Linked DNA regions of Zea mays: region 2 is linked to region 1. The links are chromatin contacts, called in public Hi-C maps. All regions are on one chromosome and are shown on one strand. The core of a region is the stretch at or near the end of the contact, and the rest is flanking DNA. Distances in the headings are between cores, read along the strand shown. Region 1 has its middle 12 kb from the start of LOC100383357. Region 2 holds the start of LOC100276004.

What was found. A called contact is a pair of places that touch in the nucleus more often than the background predicts.
Region 2: a Hi-C map of tassel shows a contact between it and region 1, with 2.6 times the contacts expected there. The contact joins the promoter of LOC100276004 here to the enhancer-like site in region 1. A contact is called at or near these places in 3 of 25 Hi-C or Micro-C datasets (ear, leaf and tassel).

The regions. Positions count from the first base shown.
Region 1 is chr3:172,068,041-172,072,367 of Zm-B73-REFERENCE-NAM-5.0, reverse strand. No RefSeq gene overlaps it. Among protein-coding and RNA genes, the nearest start is that of LOC100383357, 12 kb to the right of the region's middle. Within about 2 kb of position 2,412, at least 15 of the 20 cell types and tissues checked have an H3K27ac peak or open chromatin away from gene starts, as enhancers often do. A contact at or near this core is called in ear, leaf and tassel, where this site is marked.
Region 2 is chr3:172,168,149-172,172,475 of Zm-B73-REFERENCE-NAM-5.0, reverse strand. LOC100276004 reads left to right here and starts at 2,400. Exons shown (of 1, transcript NM_001149900.2): 1 at 2,400-4,327. The coding sequence starts at 2,499. The coding sequence ends at 4,295.

The sequences.
Region 1 (4,327 bases), core at 1,163-3,662:
AAGGCCGTTTTCATTTGCCCGTTGCAGCACAGTGTGATGCCTCGTGGTCATGCCTGGAGCAGAGGCAGCAAGGACGTTCGGCGAACGTTCCATGCATCTCCCCTGCAGCACGCGTGGCTCTGCCCCTGTGGGCTCACACATCCACAGCCAGTTTTAACGCGTTGATCCATTCCAGGCCGGATGACTGTACTGCTGCATAGCAGCGCGCGATCACTGACCTGACGGGGATAGTTAACTGGTACTAGGCAGCGTCTACTACGGGTTTTGTCCGGGCCTTAGTCTTGACGTCATTAACATGCATGCATGCAGATCCATCCATCGGTCGGCAGCGGATTAACTAATCGCGCCCACCGCCTTGATATTGGTAAACTGGTGTAACAGTCCGTGGGGGGGGGGGGGGGGGGGGGGGGTGGGGGTATGTGTCATCAGACTTACGACGACCACTCGCAAACCGGATCGGGGTAAACGTACGTGGACGGATGTTGGCACGCGGGCACCGTGCTCTCTCCTGAGCCGTAGAGACACAGGCGCACAGGCGCGCGCGGTGAGCTAGTAGAGACACGCCGTGGTCGGTGACCGCCGCGCCAGGGGGGGTTTCACTTATTAACTTGCAGTGCTCTGCGCCTCTGACAACGGGAACTCCTTTGCCTGACCTAGACTCCAAGGCGCGGCCCTGCATGGATTTCTGTGAGCTATTTTTTAACTACCAATCCATCTCGGTCTCCGTCTTCTCAAAGCGTCTGTCTGCTGCAGCAGACCTGCAGTAGCCCTGTAGGATATGGAAGTGCGGCATCCAACAAGGAAGATTCCGTTGGCGTGGCGGGCTCACAGCGGAAGTGCACTGTACTGTAGTGCAGTGCAGTGCAGGGCTGGGCTGGGATCATTCCTCCTTTCCTGAATTCTGACTTGTACCGCGGGTCTACCTGTTGCGTGCATGGCATGCTGAAGCTGAACTTTTTTTTGTCTCATCGGGATTTGGACAACGGACAGACAAAGCAGCCCAGTGGCCAATGCACAACGTCCACGCGCTGACACACCCCCCCCCCCCCCCCTCCTGTTTGCAGGAACGACGGATGCGGGGTGCCGTGCCGTACGCACGCACGTGGTCTCAACTCCCAAGGGCGCGGCTCCATACGTACGTGCGTGGCACGCGTGGAGCCGGAGAGAGTACGGTGTACATATGCAAATCAGTGTCCTCAACAGTACTACACACGTACCATGAATTTATAATATACTATGTTTCCAAGCACGTTTGGCGTTTGATTTGAAGCGTGATCACCATCGCGCCTCGAGGTTGCCGACGATCTCGAGAGCTGACTCGAGTGTGATCACCACAGCCGTGTGCTCGCGTTTAATTAGCACGGCGGTTTCCTGCTTTGCTCCAAGCGAGTAGTGATTGTTAGTACGTGTCCTCTACACTAGCCGGTTAACAGTAACTGGGGTAGGATTAATCCTAACCGTTGGTTGCAGCCCCCGGTCACATGACACCATATAAATAGATTAAGGGGGCTGACGGGTTTAGCCAACGCTAATCACTCGACCACAAACCCTAATCGACACTTTGAGAGGAACCGATCTCCTAGGCGCTCAGAGTGACTGGAATCACTGTGACTATGTCTCAGATCCTCGTTATCCCATCGGGATCTGAGATTCCCCCTATAGGCAACATTGGAGGAGCTGATCCACCGCCGATCAATGACGGGAACCAATCTCCTCGACACCAGCAGTGAGATCAACAAGAAGGAGGAGGCGGGTCTTCGCTGCAAGACGCCGCCGCAATAATGGCTAGGAACAACAACGACGGTATGTATATATATGTACCCCTCAGTAGAATAGATCTACTCATCATCGAGATATTTTAGACACGGATTAGTATTCTAGGGACTTAGGAAATGATCCTAAACACCAGAAATTCTAACAGTGATAACCACGTACCATTATTATTACCTATTCACTGCACTGTGCCTTGGTCAACCAGGACGAGAGGAAAGCAACGCGATCGAGGGGCGCGGGAAGTACTGTACTGTACTGGACTGGTAGAGTGTTAGGTAGTATTTGACCCCACACCTCGATCGCCTTGCGTGTATCGTCAACTACAACGTCTCGCTGACACGCTGAGGAAGCTCCAACCAACCACAGTCCAGTCCACAGCCAGCGAGAGAGATGTCCAGCAGGGTACGACGAGCAGCCAGTCCGGCGCCGGCGGCGGCGGAACTGTCACGTAGGAGCAGGAGCAGGAGCAGGAGCAAGAGAAGCCACTCATGAACCATTCGTTATTCAGCACCGTACTCGTCAATGAGGCGGCAAATAATGATGTACGATGGCGAATTAATGGAGTAGTCAGTAGTACGTACGTACATGGCCACTGCGCACGCTGTGACAGCAGAATCTACTAGTGATACATCTCCGTGCCAGCCTTTGCATGCAGACGGCACGGCAGACCCGGCCTTTGCATTGGCTCTGCTGTCTGCAGGTCAGTTCCGGCCTTCCACTACGAGTGCAATATGGTGCTATTGGTTCCACCTATCCCTTTGCCATCCACTTATATGGGCTTTTGAGATTTTCCTGGGATTTATTTGAATAACTTAATTGGGCCAAGCCCATAAATCCTAACAGTACTGTACTCGTAGAGTGTGGTAGGTAGTATTTGACCCCACACCTCGATCGCCTTGCGTGTATCGTCAACTACAACGTCCCTCGCTGACACGCCGAGGAAGCTCCAACCAACCACAGTCCACAGCCAGCGAGAGAGATGTCCAGCAGGGTACGACGAGCAGCCAGTCCGACTCTTCAGCGGCGGCGGCGGAACTGTCACGTAGGAGCAGGAGCAGGAGAAGCCACTCATGAAACCATTCGTTATTCAGCACCGTACTCATCATATCAATGAGGCGGCAAATAATGATGTACGACGGCGAATTAATGGAGTACGTAGTACGTACGTACACATGCCCGCTGCGCACGCTGTGACAGCAGAATCTACTAGTGATCATACATCTCCGTGCCAGCCTTTGCATGCAGACGGCACGGCAGACCCGGCCTTTGCATTGGCTCTGCGCCTCTGCTGTCTGCAGGTCAGTTCCGGCCGGGCCCCCCCTCCGTCCCCTACCCAACCTCCACAAAGGACTCTGCTTTTCGCCGTAGTGGATGGCCGTGCCCCGTGACGTCGACGGCCGAACCGACACCCACCAGGCCATCTCCTCCAGCTCCTCCTCTCTCTCCTCCAGCCCGCAGTTTCCCCGACTACATCAGCGTGCACTGCCTAACTGCTGTTTCTGAGTCGTTTTCACTTTTCAGGGCATCCGCAGCACCCACGACGGAGCGACGAGCAGCATGGCAGAAAGGGCAAATGGCAGCATGTCAGCTTGGAATCGCGCTGGGGGGGACTGGGAATGTTGCGATGGCGCGCGCGCGCGACCATGGATGGATAGATCAGCTCGCTTTTTTTTTCTTTTTTCATGATGCCTAGCGATTTGCCAGCGTTCGCAAAGCGGCAGAGGCACTTTTGGTTTCGGCTACATTCCGTGCGTTGCGTGGACCGTCAGAGTGGTCACCGCCACCAGACAGGCTAGTTTCGCTTCGCCTAGCTAGTTTAGGCCTTGTTCGTTTGTGCCGGATTGGTGGATCGGAACGATTCCTAACCGGTTTAGTTCTCTAATTTATATAAACTTTGATTAGCTGGAACGATTCTGGGTGTAATCCGACTCGAACAAGTCCTTAAGCTTTGCGTTGGCTGCTTCGGAGCTGGTGCCCGGCCCTCACCTTCATTGACCCACTCACGACGACTCACCCTTTATGTGCCATCGACTTACTTTCTTTTTCTTCTTCTTTTTTGATGTAAATCACTGTAAGGGGTTTCCTACACAGTATATTTTCCATTAACAGATCGTGAACTGTGCAAGGGGTAGACTACCAGGGCGAGCGAGATTTACAGTTGTCTGAGCCAGAGCCTACAGCCTAGTGCGTGTGGCTGTGTCTTTTTTTTTTCATTCAGTGACAGTCCAACTGCATCTCTCGTATGAATATTCGATACCGTTGCGTTTCTTTGCCATCGACTGATCGACCCGCTCCGGCGATTGGGCTTACTGCTTTCTAATCATCCTGAGAAGCCATGACCACGCGACGCACCGCACCGTGTGATTGGAGAACTGGATGCCCAAGTACTGTGGCAGTAGTACTAAGAGACGAGACGACTAGTAGCAGCAGCTACCCACATGGCATGTGGGCATATTATTATGCGCCAGCCCTCGGCTTTTCTGCAGCCACGTAGTACGTCCTTCAAGTGCATTCTTGCGCGAATAACAAGAGATTAATTTTTTTAAAAAAGATC
Region 2 (4,327 bases), core at 1,151-3,650, 100 kb before region 1:
AAAGGAAGGCTTTTGCTTAAAATATGAGGCCTTAATCTCAAAATGTGTATCTGTGATATTGAACGGGTCACCACCAATGCCTACACAAGTTGACTGCCCCAAACCTACAACTGTTATTTGAAACACTCGTCAACAGAAATCAGACATGCATTAACCAAACATAGTCAGGTGCTCGTGCGTTGCCATGACTCACAAATTATTAATCTTTATTTTTGCATAATTTTAGATTTTTTACCGTTTAAATGTGGGAGGGGAGAGAGAGGTGAATGGGATAGTAGAGATAAGATATATAAGAAATAGGGATCTGCACCAAGAACATAAACACAAATTAATTAGCATATTCTTGCCCCCTCAAGTTAAAATCATGCATCAATAGTACGACAACAATACAAATCTAGTGTGCATACTACAGAACAAGAATGTAGGCATTACCTCAATTAAAAAAGTAATGTGCTAGTATTAGTAGTACCTTCTAGGGTTGAGTCTTCCTTAACACCCTTGTATGCCCAGTGGCATGATGCAATGATGTTCTCAGACGCATATCTTTAAGCAATGTATGTGTCTCTGCTTTGTCATACAAATTAAAAACTATCAAAAAGTAATTATATAAAATTGTAATAGATATAGATACATAGATATTATCTTTAAGCAGTGTACATATGTAGATACTATCATGAATTCAAATATACTATGAAAGGATGAATGAATTCACATCCAATAAAATCAATATCAACAACATACGTAAAAAAACTATCAAAAAACATCTCAACACGATAAACATCATGCGTTGGACATTACATTCTCCACAGAGAGGAGAAAAACCCCAACTGAAAAAACGAGTCTGTTTATACACATCAGCATACGTCTCTTGTGATCTAACAGCCCTGCGGGTGCTCCAAAAACCTGACAAAAACTTAGATCCAACGAAGCACACAGGGTCTGTCAAAAATCTGGAGGAAAAAAGGCACTTCCGCATCGCCAAGGTCGCCTTTCCAAACTTCAACATGGTCCAAACGATGGTAGGAAACTAAAGATCATATACTGGTGTAACACCAGTGAAAAACAATACAGTGAAAGCAAACGTGCCATATTTTCGTTTGCCAAACTCTCCCTTCAGATCCTTCTTTTGGTGAGGATGATCTTAGGGTTTGGGAGATGAAGGTGGCTGTTGTCAACTGTTGTGTCCATTTCTTTAGACAAACTTGGATGAGGCTGTACCTGAGAGACAGAGTTCCAAATAACATCAGAAGTTTAAAAAGTTAAAACACATATCATACTAAAAAGGGCAATCTGTAGAAGAAATGATCCGGCCTTGGCACACTCACTCATGATGAGGTGTGTGTCAATCTGTAGAAGGGCAATGTGTAGAAGAAATTACGAGGTGTGGGTGTCACAACGAGAAGCTACCAGTGCATCTAACCTCGTAGATGCGGAGCAAACTGGCAATCAACATCGATATTGCAAGAACAACAAACTTCTGCCCAATACATGCTCGACTTCCAGAACCAAATGGAAGAAATGATTCGGCCTTGGTACACTCACTGAAAATATTTATCGTAGTTGATCCTTTAGGTGCTCCTAATATTTCTGCGGTAAGGAAACAAAGCAAGAGATTAATCACCAAGAATCTTGCAAAAAGGCAAGAGAATGGTAAAGGCCCGACGACGGGGACGCGTGCGCGTGCCTGCACGTCTCCTGCAACCGCACCGGCCGCGTCGACAACCTCGACCTCAAGAACGCCGGCCCGGCGGGGACGCTCCCACCGTCGCTCCCCTCGCTCGCGGCGTTGCGCGACCTCAGCCTCTAGGGGATCAGCCTCTCTAGCGCGCTCCCGTCCTTTCGGGGCATGGCGTCCCTCCAGCGCGCCTTCCTCAACGACAACGACTTCGACGCCATCCCGCCCGACTTCTTCGACGGCCTCGCCGACCTGCTCGAGATCTTGCTCGCCAACAACCCGCGCCTCAACGACCTGCCCGTGGGGGGAGAGCGTTGGGGATCGCAAGCGGGACTGGGTAGCGCCGGGCGGAGGCTGCACCGTGAGGATCCTTGGGAGGTGGTGTCGAGGGCGCGGCGGTGAAAATGGCGAAGGCGCGACAATCCTGGGAGGTGGAGGCGCGATGCGAAAATCCTGGCGTTCGCGGGCGGGCGGGCGGGCAGGGTAGGGAGGGGGGCAGTCTACACTCCTCTCTTAATAGTTAGTAGAGATATCGATTTTGGGGTAGGTTTAAGGCTTTTTTTTTTTGAGTTGCTCTTATGCTTGCTGAACGTCCAAACTGAAAAATACTTGTTCTCGTATTCTGATATCCTTCAAAAATTACTAGCAAGAAAAAATATTTCGGCCAATAAAAGGTTATATAGTGGCCCAATAGAATAGAAATAGTTAGGCCCAGCCCAGAAGGCCTTAAACCCTAGAATGAAAGAAACCTCCCTCCTCCACGTCTCCACCACGAGGCACGCAACAATTAGAACACATCTCGCCGCCGCCGAGGACGACGGCGATGATGTGGCGTTCGCGAGCTCGTGCGCTGCTCCTACTCCGCTCGACCATTACCCGGCCACCGCCACCACCTCCACAACCATATCCCACTCGAACCCTAACCCGAGTCCCACCTCCCCGCTTCCTGTCCTCCTCCCCGGATCCCATCCCCGATTCCTCCTCCGCCGCCGCCGCGGATCCCTTCCCTGAAGCCTTCTCCTCCCCGACCAAGGCTTCTCAAGATGCCGCTGAGGCCGGAGAGGACAACCTGAGCTCGATGTGGGAGGAAGCTGGCCACGCCGACGACATCTTTGCCTCCCCTGGCAGCGCCGACGCCGTAGCCGACGATGAGGAGGTCGCCCGCGTCTGCGCCGCCGTGGAGTCCACCCCCGAGGACGAGATCGCGTCCACCCTCGCTGACATGACCGTGGACTTCAACGAGCCACTCCTAGCCGCAGTCCTCCTTGCTGCTGAACAATGCTCCTGTAAGAAGCTGATTTCCCTGTTCAACTATGCCGCGAAGAATAACCCCGCTTCCAAGAGCCTCTCGAATCTTGAGGTTCTCGTGAGCAAGCTAGCTGATTCTGCTGAGATAGACAAGGCAGACGCTTACTTGCTTTGGGATTCGATTAAGGAAATAGGCTCTGTGTCAGGATCAGTGAGTACACCGTTGTTGAATGAAATGATTGCCATATTTTGGAAGGTTGAGAAGTCGAAAGCAGCGTTGGAGGTGTTCTCCAAGTTCGATGAGTTTGGTTGCACTCCGGACAGTGACAGCTATTATCTTGTGATTGAAGCAGCACGAAAGAAGTCCTTGTTCCGCTCTGCTTGTGAAGTCTGTGAGAAGATGATTGGCTCTGCCTGCTTCCCTAATGGTGAGAAGGTTGGCAGGATTTTGATTTACCTTTGTGAGGGGAAGAAGGTGAAGATGGCACACTCATTATATCTTGCAGTGAAGGAAAAAAAGATTCCAGTCCCAAAACTAGCCTTGGATTTCCTTGTTGGTGCTTTGGCAAGGAATGATGAGACCATTGGTACTGCTCTGGAGCTGCTGGAAGAGTACCAAGGGGAGTCGCTTAAGCATGCAGGCAAGTCCTTTGCCACAGTTGTACATGCTTTGTGTAGGCTAAACAAAATGGAGGATGCAAATAATTTGTTGATGAGGATGGTGCAGCTTGAAGAGTACAAAGGGGAATCTCTTAAGAATGCAGGCAAGACATTTGCCACAGTTATACATGGTTTGTGTAGGAAAAAGAAATTGGAGGATGCAAAAGCATTGTTGATGAGGATGGTAAATGTTGGGCCAGCTCCTGGTAATGCAGTGTTTAATTTTGTCATCACAGCATTGTCAAAACAGGGAGAAATGGAGGATGCAAAAGGTTTGATGAGAATGATGGAGAGCCAAGGGATCAGCCCTGATATCTATACTTACAGTGTGCTCATGAGTGGCTACGCGAAAGGAGGCATGATTGATGAAGCCCATGATCTACTTCGTGAAGCTAAGAAAATTCATCCGAAGCTAAACAGGGTTGCTTATCACATACTTATCCGTGGATACTGCAAGATGGAGGACTTCGAGAAGGCCAATGAGTGCCTAAAGGAGATGAAGAAAGATGGGTTGCAGCCAAATGTGGATGAGTATGACAAACTGATTCAGTCATTGTGTCTCAAGGCTATGGACTGGAGAAGAGCTGAGAAACTCCTGGAGGAAATGGAGGATAGTGGTTTATGCCTAAGGGGTATAAGTCGCAGCCTCATAACTGCAGTTAAGGAGTTGGAAGGGGAGGAAATGCAGTCAAAGGCGAGCCAAGAAGCATAGTTTCTCTAGGATACTCAAATCCATATGTCTGC